2 separate regions of the Sus scrofa genome follow, and region 2 is linked to region 1. The links are chromatin contacts, called in public Hi-C maps. All regions are on one chromosome and are shown on one strand. The core of a region is the stretch at or near the end of the contact, and the rest is flanking DNA. Distances in the headings are between cores, read along the strand shown. Region 1 overlaps LOC100737821. Region 2 overlaps LOC100737821.

The links. A called contact is a pair of places that touch in the nucleus more often than the background predicts.
Region 2: a Hi-C map of embryonic fibroblasts shows a contact between it and region 1, with 2.2 times the contacts expected there. The contact joins two enhancer-like sites. A contact is called at or near these places in 16 of 47 Hi-C or Micro-C datasets (embryonic fibroblasts, epiblast stem cells, fetal heart ventricle and 8 more) and 1 of 2 datasets of contacts at active chromatin or transcription factors (skeletal muscle).

Annotation. Positions count from the first base shown.
Region 1 is chr2:28,536,357-28,542,628 of Sscrofa11.1, forward strand. All of the region lies in intron 1 of LOC100737821, which reads left to right. Among named protein-coding and RNA genes, the nearest start is that of WT1, 130 kb to the left of the region's middle. Within about 2 kb of position 3,410, at least 9 of the 83 cell types and tissues checked have an H3K27ac peak or open chromatin away from gene starts, as enhancers often do. A contact at or near this core is called in embryonic fibroblasts, where this site is marked.
Region 2 is chr2:28,765,287-28,771,558 of Sscrofa11.1, forward strand. All of the region lies in intron 3 of LOC100737821, which reads left to right. Among named protein-coding and RNA genes, the nearest start is that of RCN1, 54 kb to the left of the region's middle. Within about 2 kb of position 2,330, at least 7 of the 83 cell types and tissues checked have an H3K27ac peak or open chromatin away from gene starts, as enhancers often do. A contact at or near this core is called in embryonic fibroblasts, where this site is marked.

The DNA.
Region 1 (6,272 bases), core at 2,160-4,659:
GTTCTAGTCGGATTCATTTCTGCTGCGCCATGAAGGGAACTCCGTTATCTCTGTTTTAAAGATGAGCAAACTCTGAGACCAGAGTGATTGAGTTCTTGCCACAAATTACACAGTGATTTTTCTTTCTTTCTTTATTTATTTAAATTTTTTTTCCACTGTACAGCATGGAGACCAAGTTATACATACACGCATACATAATTTTTTCTCCCGTTGTTGTGTTGCGATGTAAGTATCTAGACATAGTTCTCTATGCTATGTAGCAGGATCTCATTGTTAATCCATTCCAAGAGCAATAGTTTGCATCTGTTAACCACAAGCTCCCGATCCCTCCCACCCCCTCCCTCTCCCCCCAGGCAGCCACAAGTCTATTCTCCAAGTCCATGGTTTTCTTTTCTGTGGAAAGGTTCATTTGTGCTGTATATTAGATTCCAGTTATAAGTGATATCATATGGTATTTGTCTTTCTCTTTCTGACTTACCTCACTCAGGATGAGAGTCTCTAGTTCCATCCATGTTGCTGCAAATGGCATTATGTCATTCTTTTTTATGGCTGAGTAGTATTCCATTGTGTACGTATACCACATCTTCCTAATCCAATCATCTGTCAATGGACATTTGGGTTGTTTCCATGTCTTGGCTATTGTGAATAGTGCTGCAATGAACATGCAGGTACATGTGTCTTTTTAAAGGAAAGTTTTGTCTGGATATATGCCCAGGAGTGGTTTTGCTGGGTCATATGGTAGTTCTATGTATAGATTTCTAAGGTATCTCCATACTGTTCTCCATAGTTGCCGTACCAGCTTACATTCCCACCAAGAGTGCAGGAGGGTTCCTTTTTCTCCACACCCCCTCCAGCACTTGTTATATGTGGACTTATTAGTGATGACCATTCTTATTGGTGTGAGGTGGTATCTCATGGTAGTTTTGATTTGCATTTCTCTAATAATCAGGGATGTTGAGCATTTTTTCATGTGCTTGTTGGCCATCTGTATCTCTTCCTTGGAGAACTGTCTATCCAGGTCTTTTGCCCATTTTTCCATTGGGTTGGCTTTTTTGCTGTTCAGTTGTATAAATTGCTTGTATATTCTAGAGATTAAGCCCTTGTCAGTTGCCTCATTTGACATTATTTTCTGCCATTCTGTAAGTTGTCTTTTTGTTTTCTTTTTGGTTTCCTTTGCTGTGCAAAAGCTTGTCAGTTTGATGAGGTCCCATGGGTTTATTTTTGCTCTTATTTCTGTTGCTTTGGGAGACTGACCTGAGAAAATATTCATGAGGTTGATGTCAGAGAGTGTTTTGCCTATGTTTTCTTCTAGGAGTTTGATGGTGTCCTGTCGTGTATTTAAGTCTTTCAGCCATTTTGAGTTTATTTTTGTGCATGGTGTGAGGGTGTGTTCTAGTTTCATTGATTTGCATGCAGCTGTCCAGTTTTCCCAGCAATTCTTGCTGAATAGACTTTCTTTTTCCCATTTTATGCTCTTGCCTCCTTTGTCAAAAATTAGTTGACCATAGGTGTCAGGATTTATTTCTGGGTTCTCTGTTCTGTTCCTTTGGTCTGTATGTTTGTTTTGGTACCAGTACCACACTGTTTTGATGATGGTGGCTTTGTAATACTGCTTGAAGTTTGGAAGAGTTATACCTCCTGCTTAGTTTTTGTTTCTCAGGATTGCTTTGGCGATTCTGGGTCTTTTGTGGTTCCATATAAATTTTTGGATTGTTTGTTCTAGTTCTGTGAAAAATGTCATGGGTAATTTGATAGGGATTGCATTGAATCTGTAGATTGCTTTGGGTAGTATGACCATTTTTACAATATTAATTTTTCCAATCAAGGAACATGGAATATCTTTCCATTTCTTTATGTCTTCTTTAATTTCCTTGATTAGTGTTTTATAGTTCTCAGCATGTAAGTCCTTTACCTCCTTGGTCAGTGTATTCCCAGGTATTTGATTTTTTGGGGTGCAATTTTAAAAGATATTGTATTTTTGTATTCCTTTTCTAATATTTCATTGTTAGTATACACAAATGCCATGATTAAGAGAGAGAACTGGGATTAGAATTCAAGGAGTTAGTTCCAGGGCTTAGGTAACCACTAAAAAGAACCTCTTCTCAGTGCCATGGTTCCTGCTCTGCAAAGCTCACTGGAAGAGAGATACACGTAAATAGGCTCCATTTTGCAGTGAGACAAAGTTAGGGCAGCTCATATTACTATAGGGGGTTGGGGAGGGCTTCCTGGAAGAAGTGGCCTTTGAACTGAGTGAAGGAGAGTGAAATATTAGTGCTGGAAGCTGATGAAGGCAGAGGTGGGAGAGAGTGTGTATGTGTGTGTGTATGTGTGTATACTCTCCTGGGGAAGGGCATTCCAGGCAGAGGGAACAGCATGTGTAGGCCTGGACAGAGCAGAGCATTTTCTGGGCATTCTGAGCAACCCAGTATTTTGGAAGGTGGAATTTAGGGACGGGTGGTTAGAAAAGAAGCCAGGAACAGTGCCTGACATTTGGCTGCCATTATTATTTGATATATGAATGAACAAAAGCTTTTAGTGTTACAAATGCAATCATAAGACAAGCTCTTAGTTAACTGGAATGCTTAAGGCATTGTCCTTTGTAATTAGGAGGACTGGTTTCGAGCTTTGCTCCTGAATATGTGAGGAAATGTGTGATTCTAACTTCTTGTTATCAATTAACACAGTTTAGCAAGCCCAGTTGAGGCTTTCAGGTATCCTAGGTAAGCCTTCAAATGTTATAGGTCAGTACCTATTACTAGGTCATTACCTCCTATAGGTCATTACTGGAGCTGTTAGTGCTGCCGGTTGAGAAATTTAAATAAATTTATTCCCTCCAGGACACATGCGGTATAATGTGGTTATTTACACTTAGGATTGATTTGTTTTCAGTTAAGATGGAACTATTATGAATTAATTTTTTTTATTGATTCAAACTCATTCATTAGCATCAGGAACAGACAGGACTTTTGGCTCCTTATGCGGAGTCAGCAGTCGCTAGAATGTGGTTTTGTTAGACAGAGGTTAAGGAAGAGAGAAATATGAGCCTGGCAAATGAAGTAGTTAGCAGTGCCTTAATTCTTACCATGGTGGTTTTTTGGCCTTGTCTGGTTGGGATATTGTAGTCATGATGCTAAGAATAAGGTCACCACATGGATCTGCTTTAACCCATGTTCAGGGCTAAGTCCACAAATGCTGCTCCTCCCCGGGGAGCATGGGGATGATTCATAGCTAACTCCTCAAAGCAGTTCAAAGCGGGAGGTCTAACATACTCCAATGGCAGTGGCTCTGTAGCTTCCTCTTTGCACATCAAATATTTATTGGGAACACTAATAGGTATAGCAAGGGGTCTGGTGAGCAGAATTTCCTGAGCCCCAGAGAGAACTGGTGTGCCCTTGTGTGCCGGTGCTGTCCCTTTCCATTGGACAACCTCTAGCCTTTGTGGCCACAGCAGGGGGTGGTTAAGTCAAGAAGGGAAGGACTAGGGATTCCCTTCTGGCTTCAGGGAGAGTTTTCTTTATTCCAAGCCAGGACTCATTTTAGTCCTGGGGATGGGGTTGAGGGTATTCAGGGGCGATAACAAGTCCCATCTGGCTGCTTAACCAGTGGAAAGTTGCTAGTGGGGAGAGAGATGTGTTTTTGCCATCTTGAATTCAGACTCATGGGATGTTTTTCCTACAGGATCCATGCTGTAAATGATATTTAGGTTTTTGAGGTAGCCCACGAAACTGTATTTGCCTCAAATGTTAACATGGATCTGAAGATGAAATGTGTTTTGGGTTATATTATGGTTCTATAAAAGGCAATATTTTTCAACCTTTTTCCCCCTGCAGTGGAACTGTTCCTTCAGATGAATGTACATGGAAGTGCAGTATTTATAACAGATAAATGCAGAACTACTCTGGTTGAAGAAGAAGTCAGCCTCATGGTTGCTAAGTCTTGATCCCATTCTTTCCTGTGATGGGGCGTTGTCCGCCTTTACCTCTGCTTTGTGAGGAGGATGGGTGGATACACATCTTAAGGTCAGAAGGGATAATGGAAGGGAATAAACTTAGCAACAGGGAAAAAAAAAAGGGGGGGGAAACCAGTGGTTCTAAAAACTAGTCTGTGGATCACTGTGGTCTGGGCATAGAAGAATCACTTGGGAAATGTAAAACAGATGAATTAAAAAAACAAAAACGAATACAAAACGATCTGGGGCCATTCCTCAAAATTCCAATTCACTTGCCCTTAAGTAGGTCATAGAATCTGTACATTAAAAACCTGTTCTGGGAGTTCCTGTCATGGCTCAGTAGTTAATGAGCCTGACGAGCATCCATGAGGACGCAGGTTTGATTCCTGGCCTCACTCAGTGAGTTAAGGATCGGGCATTGCCGTGAGCTGTGGTGTAAGTTGCAGACCCGGCTGGGATCCTGTGTTGCTGTGGCTGTGGCTGTTGCCGGCAGCTACAGCTGATTTGACCCCTAGCCTGGGAACTTCCTTCCGTATGCCTCGGATGCAGCCGTAAAAAGCAAACAAACAAAAAAACCTGCTCTGGAGAACCGGGGTATTTGGAAACCTGGATACTATTCTGCCTTCAGCTCCTGGCTGCCTCCTATGGCAGAAGGTGTCTCTCTCAACGCAGGGAAGGAGGCAGATCTGGATATGACGAGAGGATCCCAAGGAGGGACAGGAGTTTCTTCTCTGCTTTAGGTTTGCGCCCTACATTCTGGCTTCTTGTTTGAAAATCTGTCCCATTGCCACTGATTACCATGAGAAGTCTTCACAACCTTCTCCACACAGGGCTGTGGCCTCACCCTCTGGCTTTAATGGAAAAAAACACAACAGAATAAAATGCGTTTAACCAAAGTGAAACCACTGATGGCAGCTGAGGGATTGTTTTCTTATTACTCATCTGGGGACTGTTTCCCTGATGTCTAAGTTTTTTTGCTTTTTGTTTTTTTTTTTCTTTAGAAATGTGCTCTAAGTCTAAGGATCCATTTAAAGGAAGAATCACAGCCACTAAACTTCCTGGAAAGAACCATTAAGACGTTGTGTGGCTCTGTGTTTTGTTAATGTTGACAAGATGATCCTCCTGATCCTGGGTTGTTCCAGAGTCAGGCAAAAGGAAGCCCAAAAGGTGGCTCTGAGGAGAATGTGAGGAATTATTGAGTCCAGCAGCTCCTCCTATTGGGCCCTTGATGCCTGCAGAGCCCTGGGACTTCCTGGAGTAATTATAGGACATGGAAAGACCAGCAGTTTTCTGCGCTGCCTAAGCTAAGAAAGCTTTGTGTGGAAGCATAGTTTTTAAAGTTTCATTTTAACAAAGTAACAGGCTCATCCTCATCCTTGACTGCTTTAGTTTTCCAAGGAGCCTCCTAAGAGTTGGCCAGTTTTCAATAGGAAGACAGTGCTGGCCCTTCCTTACTATAGATGGTGTTTCCAGAAGGGCTGATGGGTGTCTGTACCCTTTCCATGTTCTACTCAGGCAGTCCGGTGATATAGAGCCTGGAATGGGCTCTAGAGTAGACTCCTCCTTGGGGTGGCCTTAACTCTCAGCCTAAACCCATGACCTTGATTGCATGATCAGTCAGGAACCAGCCCCAAGCCAGGTGATAAAATCCTAGTTCCCTGACTTACTTGACCTTTTTTTATTTTCCCCTTCCCCCCTCTCTGTCTTCCTCTTTGAATTCTTTCTGTATTCTTCTGTGGAGGGAGCCTGTGTTCAAGTCCTGTCACTTGCTGGCTGTGTGACTTTTAAGTAAGTCCTTTAACCTTGCTGGCTGTGTGACTTTAGATAAGTCCTTTAACTTCATAAAGCCTCAGCTTTCTCATCTTTAAGTTGGAATTACAATAGTGCCAGTCTCATAGGGTACATAAGAAGTCAGGACTGGTTATGTAATTTGTGGGGCACAGTGCAAAATGAAAATGTGGGGCCTCTTGTTTAAAAGTTAAGAATTTCAAAACGGTGATAGCAGAGCATTACACCAAGTGCTGGCCCTTCTAAGCATAAGACCGTGTGTCACCTCGAAGGTCACACACCCATGATGCATGGATGGAATCAATGAGATAAGAAGTTTTACTGTTACTGGTACTATTTTTATGTCTCGCACTTCCTTTTTGTGCTCTATAGCTAAATATGCCCTGCTCCATCAAAACACACACCCATGTATTATTTAATTGTTCCTAGGGTCCCTTAAGTCTATGGACTTTTTTTTTTTAATTTCTTGCTTGATCCCAATGACAGAAATCACTAGGTGTAAGGAAAATCATTCAGAATGTCTCCATTTATATAT
Region 2 (6,272 bases), core at 1,080-3,579, 230 kb after region 1:
GGTGGGTACAAATGCCCTCTAACTTGCAGACAACAGATTCTCTGATCTAAGAGCATGACCAGTGAACAACACAGAGAAGACCTGCCCAAGGACAACCAGGCAGAGGTTGCTTTCAAGGAACTGGACACAGAAGAGATGGAAGATAACAAGTCATTTAATATTTTATGTGAGCACCCAGAGAAGGTTCACATAAAAGCAAAGAGCTAGAGCCATGTTATACCCTTCCAACAAATATAAGAGTACGTGGCATGTCTCTAAAACCTCTGATCCCTTTGCACGTGCAAACAGCTGACTCCTCGTGCCATCCCTGTACATCAGGCTCTTTGGATGCAAGTGACACAAACTCGATTTAAATTGGCTTAAGTAAAAAAAAGTGGATTTCATTAGTTCACGGACTCAAGTTGTGGAAAAAGTAGGATGGATCTGGGCTCGGGGAAGTCAGGATCCAGGACCTCCACTACCAGGGGGAATCCTTGCTTTTCTGCTTCTTCCCAAACATTATCTTTACTCTCTAGACCAGATTCTCCAAATGACAGGAGACATGACCTCAGTCTACTCCAGGCTTACATCCTGGCAGCTTACTACCAAATATGACAAGGAACTCTTTCTGGAGTTCCCTGATGGCTCAGCAGATTAAGGATCTGGCATTGTCAGTGCTGTGGCTTGGGTTGGAGCTATGGTACAGGTTCAACCCCTTGCCCAGGAACTTCCACATGTTGCAGGCACAGCCCACTACTCCCCACCAAAGAAAGAAAGAAAGAATCTCTTTCTTCCCAGCTTATATTTGGAAAAATACCCAGGAATTCACTCTGATTGACCTTGAGTCACTTGGCCCCCTCCTTTGGTGTGTCACTCTGACCAAACAGTGAAGGGCTGTGCATGGCCTGAAAGAAGCAAGATCTATTACTACAGTTTAACCCAATGCCATTATTTTAGATTCAAGATATTCACACGTAAGAATTCGGAGATTTGTGGGGAGGTTCTGAGGAGAGGTCAGAGATGTTGAGCAGATAAAAATCTTAGCAATCTTAGCATCACCTTCCCAAAGAGAAAGCATTAGGCATTGTCTGAGATCAGCGCTTATAGATGGGTAGCTCCCTGGTACCCCTCTCTGCCGCCTTAGACAGAAGACAGGGCTTACCTGCTGGTGAAACAGGAAAGGCGCGGTTTCTAGAGTTCAGCTCATCCAGGGTATGGATTTCCCCTTGTAAAGCACTTATACTTCAAGAACACAGATTTCATAGAATCACTGTCTTCTCAGATGGAAGAGACAGTTTAACCCAATGCCATTATTTTAGATTCAAGACATTCACACATAAGAATTCGGAGATTTGTGGGGAGGTTCTGAGGAGAGAGGCAGGGAGCAGCTGTCATGCTGAGTTGGTTCTGCTGAGAAAGAAGAGTGGCGAGAATCACCAGGACCTTGGCTGGAGGTCACGCTAGGGCTGTTCTTCACCCCCACCCCCTCACTCCCACCCCCTTAGCAGTCCTTGCAGTGTACTTTTTCAAGATCTTTTTTCAGAATAGCATTTGTGTCTAGATACATCCAATGTTAACAGTGACCAGAAACAGCCTAATTATAGTATCTGCGGTGTTTTCAGCTCACTGCCATCCCTGCCCCCCAGCAGTAGCACCCCAGCCCAACACAGGCATATCCACACCCACACATGGTTGGGCACCCACCAGCCTCCCCTTTTTGCTATGTTAGTGCAGATAAGGGAAAGTGGTAGGAAAAATGTAGACACCAGCAAAGCAGCAATATTTTTATTGGAAGGACAGAGAACTACAGAAGAGAACAGATAAGGAAGAGTGAGTAGAAAAGATAATGTGAAGGGGAAGACAAAGCCTCTTTGAGCTGTGAGTTTTAGGTAGCATCTTTAGGGATGCTTAGAGTGAGGGAAGGGAAGGTCTTTGAGGGTTCTGCTGTTTAGGTAGGAGGTAGAAAGGAAGAGGGAGAGAGTAACAGAAAAATAATTCAAGACATTTTGTTGTGTATTTTTAGTGTAATCCTACTCAATCCTAGGTTTATACTCAGGAGAATTGAAAACATATGTTCATCTAAAATCTTGCACATGACTCTTCAACTTATAGTAGCCAAAAAGTGGGGGAAAAAAACCCAAATGTCCACCAACTGATGAAGGGATAATAAAATGTAGTCTGTGAATACAGTGGAATATTATTCAACCTCTCTGAGGTCAACTTCCTTAGCTCTCAAATAAAAGAAAGATCATAATTTTTGATCTACTATTCTATGTATATGTACCATTGCTTTTCCTATCCAGAGGCCTAGCTAGCCAGTGATTCATAGTTTGTTTCATGGGAGAAATATTCAGACAAGCAGACTACCTCTTCCAGAAATTTGGACTAACAGAGGCAGTTGTTGGCAGTTGATAGTGTGCAGCAGAGCTGAAGAGTCATGATGGCTGCCATACTGACCACGTATGAAATAAGGAATGAGGAGAACTGGTTGAGAGAGAAAAGTATGGGCAGAAATCCATAGAGAAAGAGAGAGAAAAACAGAGACCCTGTGGCTTCCAGAGGCAAAGCAGCCTTGTGTCTCAGCGTTCCCTTCTAATTTATTTGAAGCTGTCTTATATTTTGATTTGTGTCTTGGATTCCTTGAGGTTCCTAAATGTCTATGCTGAGCTTCACCACTTTTACTCACGTTGATCAAGTTTGAGTGTGGTTTTTTCTTTTTTCTTTTCTTTTCTTTTTTTTTTCTTTTTTGGCTTTTGAGTGCTGCACTAAGGCACATGGAGGTTCCCAGCAAGAGGTCCAGTTGGAGCTGTAGCCACTGGCAACGCCAGATCCTTAACCCACTGAGCAAGGCCAGGGATCAAATCTGCATCCTCATGGATACGTTTCCACCTGAATGTGTTTTCTGTTTCTTCTAAAAACAAAACAAAACAAAACAAAACAAAAACAAAAAACCAGTATGTGGTGTGGTGTAGCCTTGTTTAAAGTACCTTTCTTGCTACCTGCTACGTTATTGAATTAGATTAAGGATCAAATAACTTTCCTGATTGAATGTAGGCAGGAGCCATGCCTTTTAAATATAGGTGTTACTAAAAATATGTTGGGAGATGCTGGCCGTTGATGGTATGCAACAGAGCTGAAATTGTTAAAGCGTATGAAAATACTTTGAACACTGCAAAGCTCGACGCTGATGGAGAACATAAGGGATTATTAATAATCTGATTAAGCTTTTATGAAATCCCCATCAGTCAGCTTGGGGTATCTGCCACCATGAATAAAGCCAAAAGTAATGGCTAAACTATATAGAAATGGGACAAAATTCTATATCTTTGTCTGAGAAATTTTAACTTTAACCCTTTTCTAAAGTGAAAGTAAAATTTAAGGGAGCTCTCCGCCAATGAGCAAGACATTTGGGCCCCTTCCGGCAGGAAGTACATTTGTTTTGTAAACTTTCCAGCAAGGAGCTGTCAGAGTCAAGGGAAAAACCAGATTTGCCGTCTCAGCTAAATTCCTGGCGCTTCTGCTGGGGATGAACTACAAGAGGAAGTGCAGGGTTGAGTTTAACAGCTTCACAAATCTCCATTTAGGGCACTTGGGCATTAAGACAATGCCTACATCCCCTGCTACCGAAGAAGTGCTTTGGGGATGCTCAGTTGCCCAGCTTACCTGGGTTGGCCGGCTTCGCCCGTCTCTCCTCTTTATCGGAGTAACCCCAGGCTACATAATAAGACATGGAGCAAAAGAGAAGATACAACCACTAAAGACAGACGTAGGGTGAAGGAAGATAAGGACTGCTCTCTTCATCTCGGGGCTACCTACCATATCCAAACTTCGGGTTCTCATTCTGCGGCAGAAGCAGTCCTAGCTGTAGGGACCTTACAAAGAGCATGTACACATTCAGATCAGTGCCTGGTAGCTGACTGAGCCCAAGTGCAGATCTTTGGTCCCCTTGATCTGCTCACGCTGCTCCAAGCTGACCTCAGCACCGTCCGGCCCCACCCTGTGCCACCACCATGGTTTATGAGGCAAAGCCACGGGCCAGCTAGGATGGAGGGGAGGGACCACCTTTAAAATATCCACAACCTCTCCCTGCTTCGGAGACGACCCTCTGGGTTCTAATTACTCCCCGAAAGTGAGAGCCATCCCAGGATCCTCCGGTGACATTTTCCAGCATCCTGTCGGCTCCACTTATGAGAAACAAATGGGCTGGCTGGCCTCCCTCTAGATTGAGTTTTTCATGAAGTCATTACTTCTGTCACGGGGAGTATTTTCAAATTGAAAAATCTGAAACAATAAATGATGGTGAAGCAGTTAATAACTGTTAAGAAATCACATTTGGAAAATTGCATTTAAGCAATAACCTTTCTCCCTGTAATTAAATGACAGAAAGGTCCTGGTTTTAATTAAGTCAGCAATTTATAGTTATGAAGCTATACTTCACTATGCAGATTAGCAAATGATAGGTCACAGAACACCCTGAGTGCATTTTGAGTGGGCCTGATATGGTAATTACTCCACTGTTCAGTGGTGACCACATTGAACCGTATCTCTAGATGAAACAATTTTCTTTTCCTTGCTCCATGATGTATAACTAGGATGACTAAATGTACCACGAGCACTGCCTTGCGCATCTTTAAATTAAAATGGATTTTAAATGAGGGGGCAGGAGCGGAGGGAACGTGTTTGAAGAACGGCATCGGCGGTGAATGGCCCACTGGTCGATGCCTGCGAGCAGAGAATATATCATTGTTTTACAGGGCTCTCTATCTTGTGCCTGAGTGTTTGCTGCAGATTTATGAGCAAGTAAAATGCTAATGTTAGTGTATTTATAAACATATGATGGGGGTTTCATCTACAATTTATTTGCCGGCCCTCCTCTCTGCCTCCTTGGAAAGGAAGATGAAATGCTATGTTAGGCAGCCACAGGGGTCATTAATATGGCGTTCACATTTTATTTAACTAACCCCCAGCTCATATTACCCATTGATGATCATATCGTGCGATGGTTTTCGAAGAGCTTGTTGTGTCCTGTCTCCTATCGGTCCCAACCTCAGCTATGCAGAGTTCCAGGAGTCACCAAAGGGCTTCACATAGCCTCGTGGGACTCTGCTAGTGGGGCATCACACGTGTGTGTGTGTGTGTGTATGTCAGGGGCCTTGGGGGGGAAGGAAGGCCTAGCTCCTAAAAATCATGTCTGTTTTCTTTTTTCTTAAAAGTTTTACAAACATCTGAACTCTCAAAGACTTCAGGCGTTTGCTCTCTTCCTCAACCCCCGTATTTCCTTGCCTCTCTCCATTAAAGCACAACTCCACCCAAACACATGGAGAACTTCGGCTGCAGAGGAAGAAATTCAAGCATCAAAACAAGCATCAAAAGGCAGGCACATCCCACGTGGTGGAGGGGGCTGACGATGTAAAGACCCTCTCACCCAGAACGTTTATGCAGAGGCAGTATTTCTCTCGGATAGGAAGACGGGCTGCTCAGTTTATCAACACTGGTTTTATGCCCTCTGTTCCCCCCGCTGCACACACACAAGTAAAGAGGTGAAATGAATCAGAATTGATTTGAGCTGACCAGCAAATCACTGAGTGGGTCACAAGTTATAGTGATTCACTAATAGTGAATCCCCGTTCCAAACAATCAGAAGGAAACTATGATTCTCCGAAGAGTTTCTTATTTTAAAATATTGAATCTTCTTGCAGAGGAAAAGGAACGGATCCCAATGCACTTCCCACCCATCCTCCCTTGGACGTTTTGGAATTCCAGAAGAGGGCTCAAAATTATTGTAGTCCCAGGAAAATTATATTTGAAAGGAAAGAGTATCACCATAGCATTTTAAAGAATGATAGCATGAATGTTAAATTCAAGTGCCAGCTACGTGGCTATCCCCAAATCATCCAGCTTGCTAGGAACATGTTGGCCTTTGAGATTTTTTTTATCTCGAACCCTCAACCCCCATATGGAGGGAAACACAGGAGCGGGGCCAGGTGATTCTTGGGTTGACTCAGGTTTTCCAGTCACTCTGATTGAAATTCCTGATTTTGCTGAGTTCTATAGCTTCTCTCTGTTTTGCTTTTCACGAACACCACCTCCTTCCTGCTTTGGGTCACCCCACTGGGCATCATTGCAGTTCCTTTCTTTCCCAGACTGCTTCTGGTCCAAGGCTTGAGAGGCAGCAAGGGCTTCCTGAAGGTCTGAGGCAATGGAGGGCATGACCTCTCACTCAGCAAATAACTTAGAATGGGAATCTGGACAATGCTTTTTTTTTTTTTTTTTTTTTTTTTTGGTCTTTTTGC